2 separate regions of the Oryzias latipes genome follow, and region 1 is linked to region 2. The links are chromatin contacts, called in public Hi-C maps. All regions are on one chromosome and are shown on one strand. Each heading gives the region's core, a stretch centred on a gene start, on an enhancer-like site or on the middle of the called end of the contact. The rest is flanking DNA. Distances are from core to core; before and after follow the strand shown.

What was found. Hi-C and Micro-C count contacts between places; a contact is called where the count stands out from the background.
Region 1: a Hi-C map of fibroblasts shows a contact between it and region 2, with 2.7 times the contacts expected there. The contact joins the promoter of vps54 here to the enhancer-like site in region 2. A contact is called at or near these places in 5 of 5 Hi-C or Micro-C datasets (embryo, fibroblasts and gastrula embryo).

The regions. Positions count from the first base shown.
Region 1 is chr1:8,751,194-8,757,177 of ASM223467v1, reverse strand. It overlaps vps54 (vacuolar protein sorting-associated protein 54), which reads left to right and starts at 2,613. Exons shown (of 24, transcript XM_011473287.3): 1 at 2,613-2,810. LOC101169661 (E3 ubiquitin-protein ligase pellino homolog 1) reads left to right here. Exons shown (of 7, transcript XM_011473463.3): 7 at 531-1,912. The coding sequence ends at 1,097.
Region 2 is chr1:8,718,096-8,723,761 of ASM223467v1, reverse strand. LOC101169415 (UTP--glucose-1-phosphate uridylyltransferase) reads right to left here. Exons shown (of 10, transcript XM_011473219.3): 2 at 4,741-4,856; 3 at 3,695-3,802; 4 at 835-1,020; 5 at 627-760. The coding sequence starts at 4,839. Among protein-coding and RNA genes, the nearest start is that of LOC101169415, 4.7 kb to the right of the region's middle. Within about 2 kb of position 2,316, at least 2 of the 8 cell types and tissues checked have an H3K27ac peak or open chromatin away from gene starts, as enhancers often do.

The DNA of each region.
Region 1 (5,984 bases), core at 1,364-3,863, 33 kb before region 2:
TCTTATGTTTTGGGGTAAAACATGATTTGGAAAATTGCAGAAAAAAGTTGCGTTTCCTGATACTGAACCAAATTGTGCCAGAACAATAGAATTTTCAGCACATGGTCTATAGGAAAACTGAAGGCAAGTTGGAAAACTCTGTTCTCCTTTGAGATTTCATTCTTGATTATTTGTTTTATTGATCTTTATGTGAACCTATTGTTTGTTTTTGCAAACCTTGTCCTGGAATTAGAAGACTTTTGGCATATTTGCATTTTTTTTCTTATAGAACCCACTCTAATCATCTTTTAATCTATTTTAAAAAAAACATTCCCAGTGTTTTTTTAAATATGATTATGCTGTTTTTAGCTAAAACCAAAAACTTGTTGTTTTCTAGGACATAGATTCTGCAGTGCGGCAGTAGTTCTTTAGCAAGTTGCCTCTGATTAGTGGGTGGGACTGTTGGCGCAGACACTGAAAAGGATTCAGATGGTTCCAAAGATTGATGGATGGAGGCTTAAAGAGTAAATTACATGATCTGTTTGATCCAGGTGGAGTCAGAGTCCAATGAGCTGGTGGACGGCTCACTGATCGACCTCTGTGGAGCCACCCTGCTATGGCGCACGGCGGAGGGACTTGCCCTCACCCCCACCATCAAACACCTGGAGGCGCTGCGGCAGGAACTCAACGCCGGGCGTCCGCAGTGCCCCGTGGGTTTCAACACTTTGGCCTTCCCCAGTCTACGACACAAGGCCGTGGTGGTGGAGAAGCAGCCCTGGGTGTATCTGCGCTGTGGCCACGTGCACGGGTACCACGGCTGGGCGGGGCGCCGCAGCCCTGCGGATGAGGCGGAGCATCAGGATTGGGAGTGTCCCATGTGTCGGGCGAGGGGGCCCTACGTGCCGTTGTGGCTCGGCTGCGAGCCGGGCTTCTACGTGGACGCGGAGCCCCCCACCCACGCCTTCGTCCCGTGTGGACATGTCTGCTCTGAAAAGACAGCGGCGTACTGGAGTCAGATCCCGCTGCCGCACGGCACGCAGGCCTGCCCATTCTGTATCCAGCCGCTGAGCGCCGACACGCCCTGCATCAGACTCATCTTCCAAAGCCCGCTGGACTAGAAAACTCCTGTGACTTCACAGCATTAACCAACAAAGGGAGGGGGCTGTAACTTAAGTAAACCTTTTTTTTAAATTTCCAAATAAGTGCATTCATCTGGTAGATTCCTGACAGATTTTTTTGTACTTCTATTTAACTCAGTTTGCAGGTGGAAGCCCTTTTGGCAAAAGTTGTAGTTTAATTCCTCTATTTATTCTTGTGCCTCTTTAGTGAATCGGTTCAACAGCAGGAAAGTTGCCTGTGTTTTTCCTAAACATCTGACAAAATCTATTTTCTGGACAACACTGGAGTGTCAAAAAATGTGAAATGTAACTCAAAACTCTGGGATCTTCTTTCTCTGAAATCAGGTAAACTGTTGCCTAATCTGTCTATTCATTTTGACCTTAATTCATATGAAAAGTGCATTATGGGAAACTTGTGAAGCTGCTTGCGACTGGAAGTATCTGAAAAGGAGTTTTTTTGTTTCTTCCAACCAAATCAAAAATGTAAAAGGTGTTTTAAACAAGCATTGTTTAGTTTTGAACTCTGTATAGTGTTCTCTAGTAGCCCCCATGAGGTCATTCCTGATACTCATCTTCATTTAACTGTGACTGTTTCTTCTCTAGAAGTTCAGCTTTTTAATAAAGTAAGATAGATTGTTTTTTTTTAACTAAACAGGCACCTCTTGACCTAACCACTAGTTAATGGACTTTTTTGTCTTTTTGTCATTTTAATGCGTTTATGTATGACTCTTGGTTTGTTATCACAGCTATGCAGTTTTGCCTCAGACTGTTTTTGTACCAACGGAAAACAATAAAAAACACTGCTGAGGTTTTGACACAGTTTGTTTCCTTCTAGATAAACGTTATCATTTTGTTTGTTTCTTTGCATGAAAGATCACAAAGACACAGAACATGAAATAAACCCAAAAGGATGGAAAACCTTTCCTAGAAATATGCAGACTGGCCCAATTACACAAAGACTCAACCAGGAAGTTATAAAAGAAACTGCAAAAGGGCAGGCCTAACATGACTCGCTCAGGTCAAAGTTCACATAAACTTTTGGGCAAAAATAGATCCATGGGAGACTCCAAGACGCAACTAAGCAAAAGAATTGTCACAAAACGGGACCTTTCTAGAAACTGCATCCTGTTTCATCAGAGCAGAAGCAGAAGAGGCATTTAAACAGAGATTTTAACATGTTTCTAAAGTCAACAAAGAAAGTAAAACAAAATGGAGGCTGTTTTTCCAACAGTTCAGATTACAATTATCAATGTAATGATCAAAAACTGCATGTTCTGTTACCTGAAGTGATCTTTGTCCAATATTTATATTAAAATTACTGACATATGTAAAAATATATTAGTTTAGAAGGAGGCCTTTTTAAATATTTGAGTTCTGTTCAATATTTGCATCTAAATTGGTTTAAAAAAAAGAAAAGTATAATTGAAACTTTTTTTTTCTGGAAAAACAGTTGTTACCGGTATGGTCGACAGGTGGCAGCAGAGAGCTTTGGGCTTCAAATCACAGACACAACTGGTGTGAGTGCGTTGTTTTAACAGTCTGTGTGTGAATGTGAAAGAGGAGAAGCCGCGTCGCTGTGTTCCCCCGCATTGCATGATGGTCGGAGTGCCGGTGCTGACTGCACAGTGTGCCAGCTTGTTTTCCTCCCGGCTCCTGTGAAGTTTCTGGGATGGTAAAGAAGGGAAACTCCGACTGCTGCGCTCCACACGACAGGTAGGCGAGCGACCGGTACTCCGAGGCTGCCAAACGAATCTCGGCTTGTTTGGTGTCTGCGCGGAACCTCCTTCTGTCTCTGCTAGCATTAGCCCTGTGCTCTGTTTGTAACCGTCAACATTAGCTTTAGCTTTGACAGCAACTCTGCGATATTCTTCTCTTTCAGCGCAGAATTAAAAAATAATCGAGTTTTTGTATCGGTGTGTAAGGTACACTTTCATGTCAACTCTATTAAAAACAGAAAAATGAGAAAGTTACCAACAAGCTCATGCTAGCTAGTTAGCAGCAGAGCAAATCTGACAGCTCAGGTCGGAGCATTTAAACTGTAACACAAAAGTCTAATTAATCTTTCATGGGATAGTTAAAAAGTGGGTTTATACACTCTCTTTGTATTCATTTATATAATTAGTTTCAGCCTACAGTTGAAGTCAAGACATTGTTAAAAGCTTCTGTCTTCTAAAGTTGTCAAAGCTAAAATGCTAAAATTAGCATTTTGAGTTTTTCTTTTTTAATTTAAATTCTAAAACAGTTTCCCGTTTTAGTTCTGGAATTTTTTTTATATAAAACCAATCTTATAAAGATGATTGTTAAGGTTAATTCAGGTGACCCACTATGCTTCTGGTTATCTTGCTATAAACAGACTAAAACAGATACTAGTGGTGAGAGCTTCAGGGCACATTGGACATTTGTACTCCAGATCTTTTTTGTCTGCTTTCTTACATTCATGAATGTTGAAGCCATGATGGCTGTTAATTACTTATTTATATATCAATATAGGGCTTTTCTAAGGTCAAAAGTGTTTTGCATTACAATAATAATCTTTAACCATGTGGAAAGGTTGAGGGGATCAGTGTTTTGCCCACGGACACTCGAGCAGGAAAGGCAGGAAATGAACCTGCAACCTTCGAAACATGGGCCCTCCACCTACCTTTGCATCACAGCTACTGTTTCTTTCCTGTCTTTTCTCTGAGTTGATCACATCAGATGGTAAATGTAGTTTTTCTGTTTTAGTTATGTATTTGGTTCACATTCACTTCATTTCTTATCAGTTCCTTTCCCAGTATGCTTGATTACTCACCAGCCACATTATTAGGTACACCCTACTGGTACCGGGTTGGACCCCCCCTTTTTGCCTTCAAAACAGCCTTAATCCTTTGTGGCAAAGATTCAACAAGGTACTGGAAACATTCCTCAGAGTTTGGTCCTTATTGAGATGATAGCATCATGCATTTGCTGCAAGTTTTTTGGCTGCACATCTATATGCCAATTTACCATTCCACCACATCCCAAAGGTGCTCTGTGGGTTTATATCTGGTGACTGTGGAGGCCATTTGAGTCCAATGAACATAAACTAATTTTGGCATGGCGCTTCATCCTGCTGGAAGTAGCCATCAGAAGGTACACTGTGGTCATAAAGGGATTGACATGGTCAGCAACAATATTCAGGATGGATCCATGTTGTTAATGCCAAATTCAGACCCGAATGTCACAGCAGAAATGGAGACTGATCAGACCAGACAACGTTTTTTTCAATCTTCTATTGTTTTTCCCATCTTCTATTATCCAATCACTGGATATTTTCTCTTTTTCGATCCAATCTCTATAAACCCTAGACATGGTAGATCATCAGTGAATGAAACACTCAGACCAACCCATCTGGCACCAACAACAATGCAACATGCAAAGTCACTTAAATCACATTCTTGTGTTCGCTTTGAACTGCACAGATCATCTTGATCATGTCTACATGCCTAAATGCTTTGAGTTGCTGCTTTAAGACAACCACTGTCACTACTTTTTAGAGTAAAATAAACTGAGTTGAATGAAAGGTTGTTACCAGGTAAATAAGTCTGCATCTTCATGTTTTCTTCACTGCAGCCTTAATTCTTTTCTTTTGTCAGAATTGCCTGGATTTGCCTGAATTTCTCTCCTAAACGTTTAACATGAACTCACTCCAGTGTTCTTCCTCCTAATGCTATCCATCCTCAGCTTTCTCAAAGAGAATCTAAACATTTTCAGCTCGCTCTCTTGTCTTTTACTCAGTGCTGCTGTCCCTAAACCATCTCCTCCCTTTCCTGCAAATATTCTTAGTCAAAAATAGCACTTGCACTTTTATGCACTCGATTACATCACTTTGTTTTCCTAGACTTTTGCTCATTAATGTTTGTGATGTAGCAAAGAAAGTGTGCAGAAATAGTCCTGATGCACCGAAACTCGCACAGCGCTGCTACTTTAAAATCATTCAATCTGTGACTTGATGGTTTTATTTATTTTTTTACTCATTTAGGATGACACTTGCCTTAAAGAAAAATAAAATATAAAGGCTCATGGAATTATTATTTACCTAACAAAATATCCTGAAATAGCATTTTATTTTAAGGCATTTCTGTAATGTATAATATAAATAAGATGCAATAAAAAACTGTCACTGTTGACCTATTATAGTATGATATAATACTTATTTAAACTATGAAAATTCTGGAGCTTCACTGAAGCGGTTCGTTGAAGCAGCATCTTGCAGACTAACGCTGGACTGAAGCATTAATGTTTTGTGCTGACCACTAAGAGCACAGACGTATAAGACCCTCTGCTGTTAATCTCATCACAGAGATGAGGGGATTACAGGAAAAATCTCCCGTCTCATTACTGTCAGCACAATATCAGGAAAATCATCTCAAAATAATTTATGTTGGAAGTTCCAACCACCAACAAAAATGTCACCAACTTTATGTGTTGTTAGTCAAAAGTGGGGCTTTGAGAATCCTAAATAAGAGCTGCTGTGTTTTTAATAAACCAGAACGACTAAAACAAACAAAGGAAACGAGCCTTTCGAGACATTTAAAATGAATATTTTTGGTTACTGCATTTCCTGAACTAAAATGTAAATTAAATCGCATGGTTAATAAAAACAAACAGCCTTTTTAAGTTTTTTTTTTTTTTTTTTATTCTGATGAAAATCACCTGAAAACAACCAACTCACCTGAGCATGTAGCCCCAACAAAAACCCTAAACCACAGAAAGAAGGTCCTCCAGGGAAGAAATGGTAAAGGTTGAGGGATACTTCACTCTAGGGATGAACAAAAGGGAAAATGTATTTGAACTGCTGCTAGGGCTGCACGATATGAGGAAAACTCGCGATATGCGATATTTAAGATTAATATTGCGATAACGGTA
Region 2 (5,666 bases), core at 1,067-3,566:
TAGGATAGCACAAGGGTTACATTAATTTCATTTTGAAATGATTTTAAATGGAATCGGTTGATTTTATTAACAACTTGTCTCAGACGGATTGATCTGGTTGGATCGTCGGAACGTAAATCTATTTGTTGATTAATCAAAATCATTACACCCTTAAGAATAAACCTAAATTCAAAGTGAATGGAACTTTATCAGCAGCATCCTTGTAACATTGGAGAGCTGGTTGACGCATATTGTGCAGAGCGAGTTTGCCTTTGGGACGTCACAGACAGTTCCTGCGTTTGTCAGAATTCTCCTATGTTCCTATGGTGTGTGGGAACAATTGTCCCAATACATTTTAAGTAAGTTTCCTTTGAAATCTGGATTTTTCTGTTTCCTCAGTGGCTCTTTTCTACCTAGAGAACCTTTTCAAATTGTTTTTTTTTGCTAGCTTTGGGCTTTGCATTTAGCTGTTTTTTTTTTTTTTAGTCTGCAGCCTGTTACAAAGTGATGCACGGGCTGGTTCCACTCCTAAAGAGACTTCAGCTGATTCTAAAAGCTGCTATAAGAGTTCTAATGATATTAAGAAGAGTTTCTCCAGTTTCTCACAGTAGCCCTTCAGGAAGTGATGACATGAATGTGTGTTGCACCTGCTCTGGTTGAAAGTGTGGATGTTGACTCGGTGGTGCGAGTACTTCTGCAGGATCTTCTTGGTGTCTTCGTCAGTGTTGAAGGAGTTCATGAGAACAAGCGGCACGTCTGTGTTGAACGTTTTGTTCAGATGCTGGAAGATCAGAGGAAAAAGTCTCACACGGGAGTTAAAAACACGACTCGTACTTGGTTTCTGTGTTTCTGCACCTCGATCTGCTGCACCGTCAGGTCCAGGAAGGTGTTTTCATTGCGGACGCTGATCAGGCTCTTGGGGCCCTTGCAGCCCATGCTGGTTCCAAGTCCTCCGTTCAGTTTGACCACCACCAGCTTGTTGAGACTGGTGGTGATGTCATCAGGGAGTCCTTTGGCCTTGATCCTGTCATAGGGCTGGATCTGATGGAGCATCAAAGAAAGCAGACTCAACATCATAGACACTTCCAAAAACCTGCTTTTTCTGCTCATATTTGACTCAGATGTGATCAATCTAAACACCGCAATGATTGCCTAACTTTTTTTTTAGTGGTTTGGTGAAACTTCTTTAATTCTAAGATATTTAAATAAAGTTGTAGTATTTATTTTTAGATGTTTTCATATTTAGTTTGCTCCTTAGGACACACAGAACCTGAAACATTTACTGAACACAGATGACCTGATCTTCTTCCTTTTCGGTGAAACTCTTTTTAGATTTTGTACTGAAAACGAGGCGCTTAAGTAAAAGAACTTCTCTTTAAAAACCCACTTTGGTGAAAATCGTGTTTTTGGTGTTTTTAGCATGTTCCTTTGGCATTTTTCTTGATGATAGAAGACATATCTGAAGAAAATTAAGCTTAACGTTGTTTTTTTAAATATTTCTTTATTCAAATCCTTTTGAATCAGGAGCAGATGAAAAATTGCTGTTTGATCCTATTTGTTAGGTCGAAAAAATACGCTGGGCGGGGCACAAGGGCGGGGCACAAGTGTCCTGTTCCGCTGCATTCGGATGCATCCACTTGTAGACAAATGGATCCATGTACGACTTTGCTTTCCTCGTCTGAACTGGAATCTGGCTCAAAACTGTACGGCTGCACAGCTCCAATATTGTTGAATATTTTTGTTGCACCGTTAGTGTTAGGTTTGGGGTTTGAGGGGCTGTAAGCTAGCAGGACAGTGCGTAAATGGAGAACTCTCAGTTTTGAGTGACAGGAAGGGGGGGGGGGGGGGTTGCACCACGCCAACGGTCCCACCTTCAACTCAGAGGTGAATTTCAAATGAACTGCTGCCGCTCTGCAGAAACTATGTCCTAGAAAACGACACAGGTTTTTGGATTTTGCCTTAAATCAGCATAATCATCACCACTAGGAAAGCTTTTACAATAGATCAAAGGATTATCGCAGTGAGACTGTAACTGCGTTTATGTTTAGTTTTTCTTCTGGTCTTGAAGGACGCTTTAGGGTTTATCTCTGGGCATGTGACACACGCGTGTTCCAGAAAGTAAAGCACACTTGAAGCGCAGTAGCAGAACCCCCACACCTCTGGAGACTCATACTAGACATCCATCTCAGAGTTGGCCTTAACTTCACCAGCATGTTTGAACTCAGGACACTTGGGATATCATATTTCATGTTCTTTGAACGCGGTCATGTGACACTGCAGAGCAGCTGAGAGGACTAGGGGGGCGTCTGCAGGAGACAAATGTCAGCGACGGTCCGACAGCTTTCGAATGCTGCAGCGGTCAGACTATTCTGGGTGGTAACCTTCGCTCTGCCGGGTATTTTTGCAGAGCTGCAGGAAGGAGGCGAGCGGTGTTGAGCAGTGCCGTCTGTCAGCTCTGGTTACAAACTTTAGTGACGACGTACGCTCTCCTGAATCATTTAAATAAAAAGTCATATGACGGAAAACATGGTTTGCACGTGCGCTCAGGTTTCTCTTGTCATGATTTCCTGAAGGGAAGCTGCTGCAGTTCACAGACCACAGAGAGATTTCATGAGGAGGGGGAAAAAAACGGGATGTTTTTGTTTGCAAACTTCAAGATTTTCTTTGTTTTCTGATCTAGAAAAATAATTGTTTACTCCCTTTTTATGTCTATTTTATATTGTTGTTGCTTTTAATCTGATGTGTCTTATGTATTTTCTTCAAATTTATGTCTAAATGTGAGTTTTTTGGGGGGGTTCGACAGCATGTTGATGAATAGTACTGCACAAATAAAAATGACTGATTGAATAAAACTGCTTAAATTAATAAGGTTTTTGCTATTTTATGTTTGTCTGAAGCACATAAATGTGTAAATTCTAAAACTATAAGACATGAAGGCAAACTGTATACAGAAAAATGTCAATTACCGTCTCTTTTCTTTCTCCAAAGGAGGCCACCATGTTTAACTTTTAACAAAACCGCCTCCTTTAAAAACAGTTTTCTGCTTTTTAGAGTTTAGTTTTTAACTGTTTTTAAGTAATCATCTCATATAAAAAAAGCTTATGACTACTTTTTAAGTTTCACTGCATCTTAATTATTCTTATTTTGTCCTTTGTGGCATAAAAATGGATTCATGTTAGTTCAGTTTGTGTTTCCTCAGACCTCCAAACTATATCGCAGCACTATTGTTATGTAACACCTTTTACACTAGAATCTCTAAGGGTCTATTTAACCCAACCAGAACCACAGGGACCAATAAATAAAATATGTAGCTATTTTTTTTGTGGAAATTAAACTCATGTTTGATGTTGATTTAATCCAGTATCAGTAAAACTAGAAAATTGGAAGCAGATCTTTTATTATTGCAGAGAATTTCTCTTTTCCTTTTTAACAGATGTGAAATGGATCCAAACGGTTTAGTAAGAAAACAAAGAAATAAAAGTGAAAAAGTTGGAGAATCGATTTTTAGTGGAAAACATCAGAATTTTTTTTACATAACTACATAACTACATAACTAGATTCAATTTTAAATCAGTGGAATTCTCTCCTTTTTGTTACATAACTCTGCAGCAAACTCAGTTCAACTCCGCTGCTCTGACGCCTGAACCGGGATCCGTGTTGACTCAGGGCCCCCCGGTGAAGCCCGGTAAACAGTGACGGGTTATCTGGCGCTTACCGAGTCCTCGGGTGGACGGTTGATTTTGGCCCAATTGACTGAGGGACCTTTGACCTGCAGGAATCTGTGGAAGAGCTTCTTGAAGCCGTCAAAGTCTTTCCTGGAGATCTGAAAGAGAAGGAGTCGGCCATCACTAGTTGCTGATGTTGAGCAAATAAATGGAACCATAAAAGCCCAAAAAATCCATTAACTACATTTCAGGTGACAGAACATCAGGGAAGGCTTGAAAAATCAATATATCAAATATAATCTTCAAGTATACTCCATCACCTTTAGTATAGACTAAGTATAAGTGTAGTACATTTATTTACTCCTTTTTGCTGAGGGTAAATTGAATCAGTAAAATTTTCCTAAATAAATAATGACTGGACTTTAACTCATCAGACTTCTTTGATCCAATGATGTAAAAATCTGGAGCAGAAAACATGATAATCGCAGACATCAACAAAAAGCAAAACAGACAGCCAAAAGCAAACAATTAAAATACTATTTTAAAATGATTTACTATATTATTTTATTTGAAAAGTATTATTTTTATATTTTTAGAGCATAAAACAAATATTGTGGCTGAAAAAGTTGTCTTTCTGGATATTTTGAGCAAATATTTCTCTAAATTATTAAAAAAATAATATTTAATGTATCCAAAGATGTCGAGATTCTGCTTGTCCTTTTAATTGTTTTTATTTCTTTTTGTTTTGCTCTTAAAAAAACCCTATTTGTGCTTCCTAGCTTTGTGCACTGATTTGCTGCATGTAAAGGTTGATCTCCAGTTTTCGGAGAAATCAGCCACTCAAATATTTACTCAGCACAAACGACAGACAAGCAGGCCAGTGGCATTTGTCCCAGTGAGTCCAGAGTCTCCAAACGGATGAAAAACAGTGTGGCCTTGATGAAAGCTGCAGGTTATTTTTAAAGCATTTATTCATTTGCTTTAAGGAAACAATTAAGGCTTAGACTTTATTCCAAAAGTGCTGAAAGCTCAATTCATGAGTTTATTCTCCCGGCTGGGACTTTCTCAGCCGGTTTCGGAGACGGCTCCCCCTCACCTCCGCTTCCTCCTTGTTGGCGGTGGCGAGCAGCGCCTCCAGCTCACGATGCATCGACTCCTCGTGCTGCTGGCGGAGCTTCTCCTGGAACTCTGTCATGGCTCCTCTGGCGAGATCTGGAAGCACACAGATGTAAGGTCAGAGTCCTGAGCGACATGTTGGAGGAAAGACAAGTATAATCTCCACGCTGTTGATGCACATCAGTGACTGGAACAGAGAGAGAAAGAACAGGTGTTAGGCGCTCGAACGCTGGGTTTCTATTCTTTTTTTTTGCAAGGTCTGATGGAATCTGAGAACTGCAGGACAATGCAGCTCCGTATCAATTACAACACGTGAAAATCAGATGAGCCTAGAGTCATTTCAGCGTTTAAAATAATGGTTACACGACCATTTAACCTTTTAAACGCAAACTCATCTTTCCTGCAATAATTCAAACTCAGATATTTGGTCACAGATCAACGCTGAAGGTGAAACTCACCTGCTACAGTCAGAGACATTTTGTCAAAGATCTGCGGTTTCAAAAGCTCAAACTCGGGTTACAAAGAGCAACGATGGTCCCAAAGCAGATTCCAGACTTGTCACTCACTGAACAACACTCGTCCTCCTCATCCTCAGCTCAGAGGAAGCCCGTGAGAATGCGGCTTCAGCCCTGAGCCGCAATGTGGACCCGCCCACAAACAGACAAACCAATCCCATGGAGCACGTGTGTGTGTTTGTTTCAGTCACAAAAACTACATTAGAACAATGCAATGAAGCATAAAAAGATTTTTAAAAATTCAACGCTACATACTAATTAGCTAGGGACAAATGGGGGAACGACAAAAGAAAAAAAAAACCTAAACTATGACAAAAATGCTGTACATTGTTTTAGAATAGAACAGAAAAGAACTTTAGGGAACCCACAAAGAGGAAATGACCTTGTTACC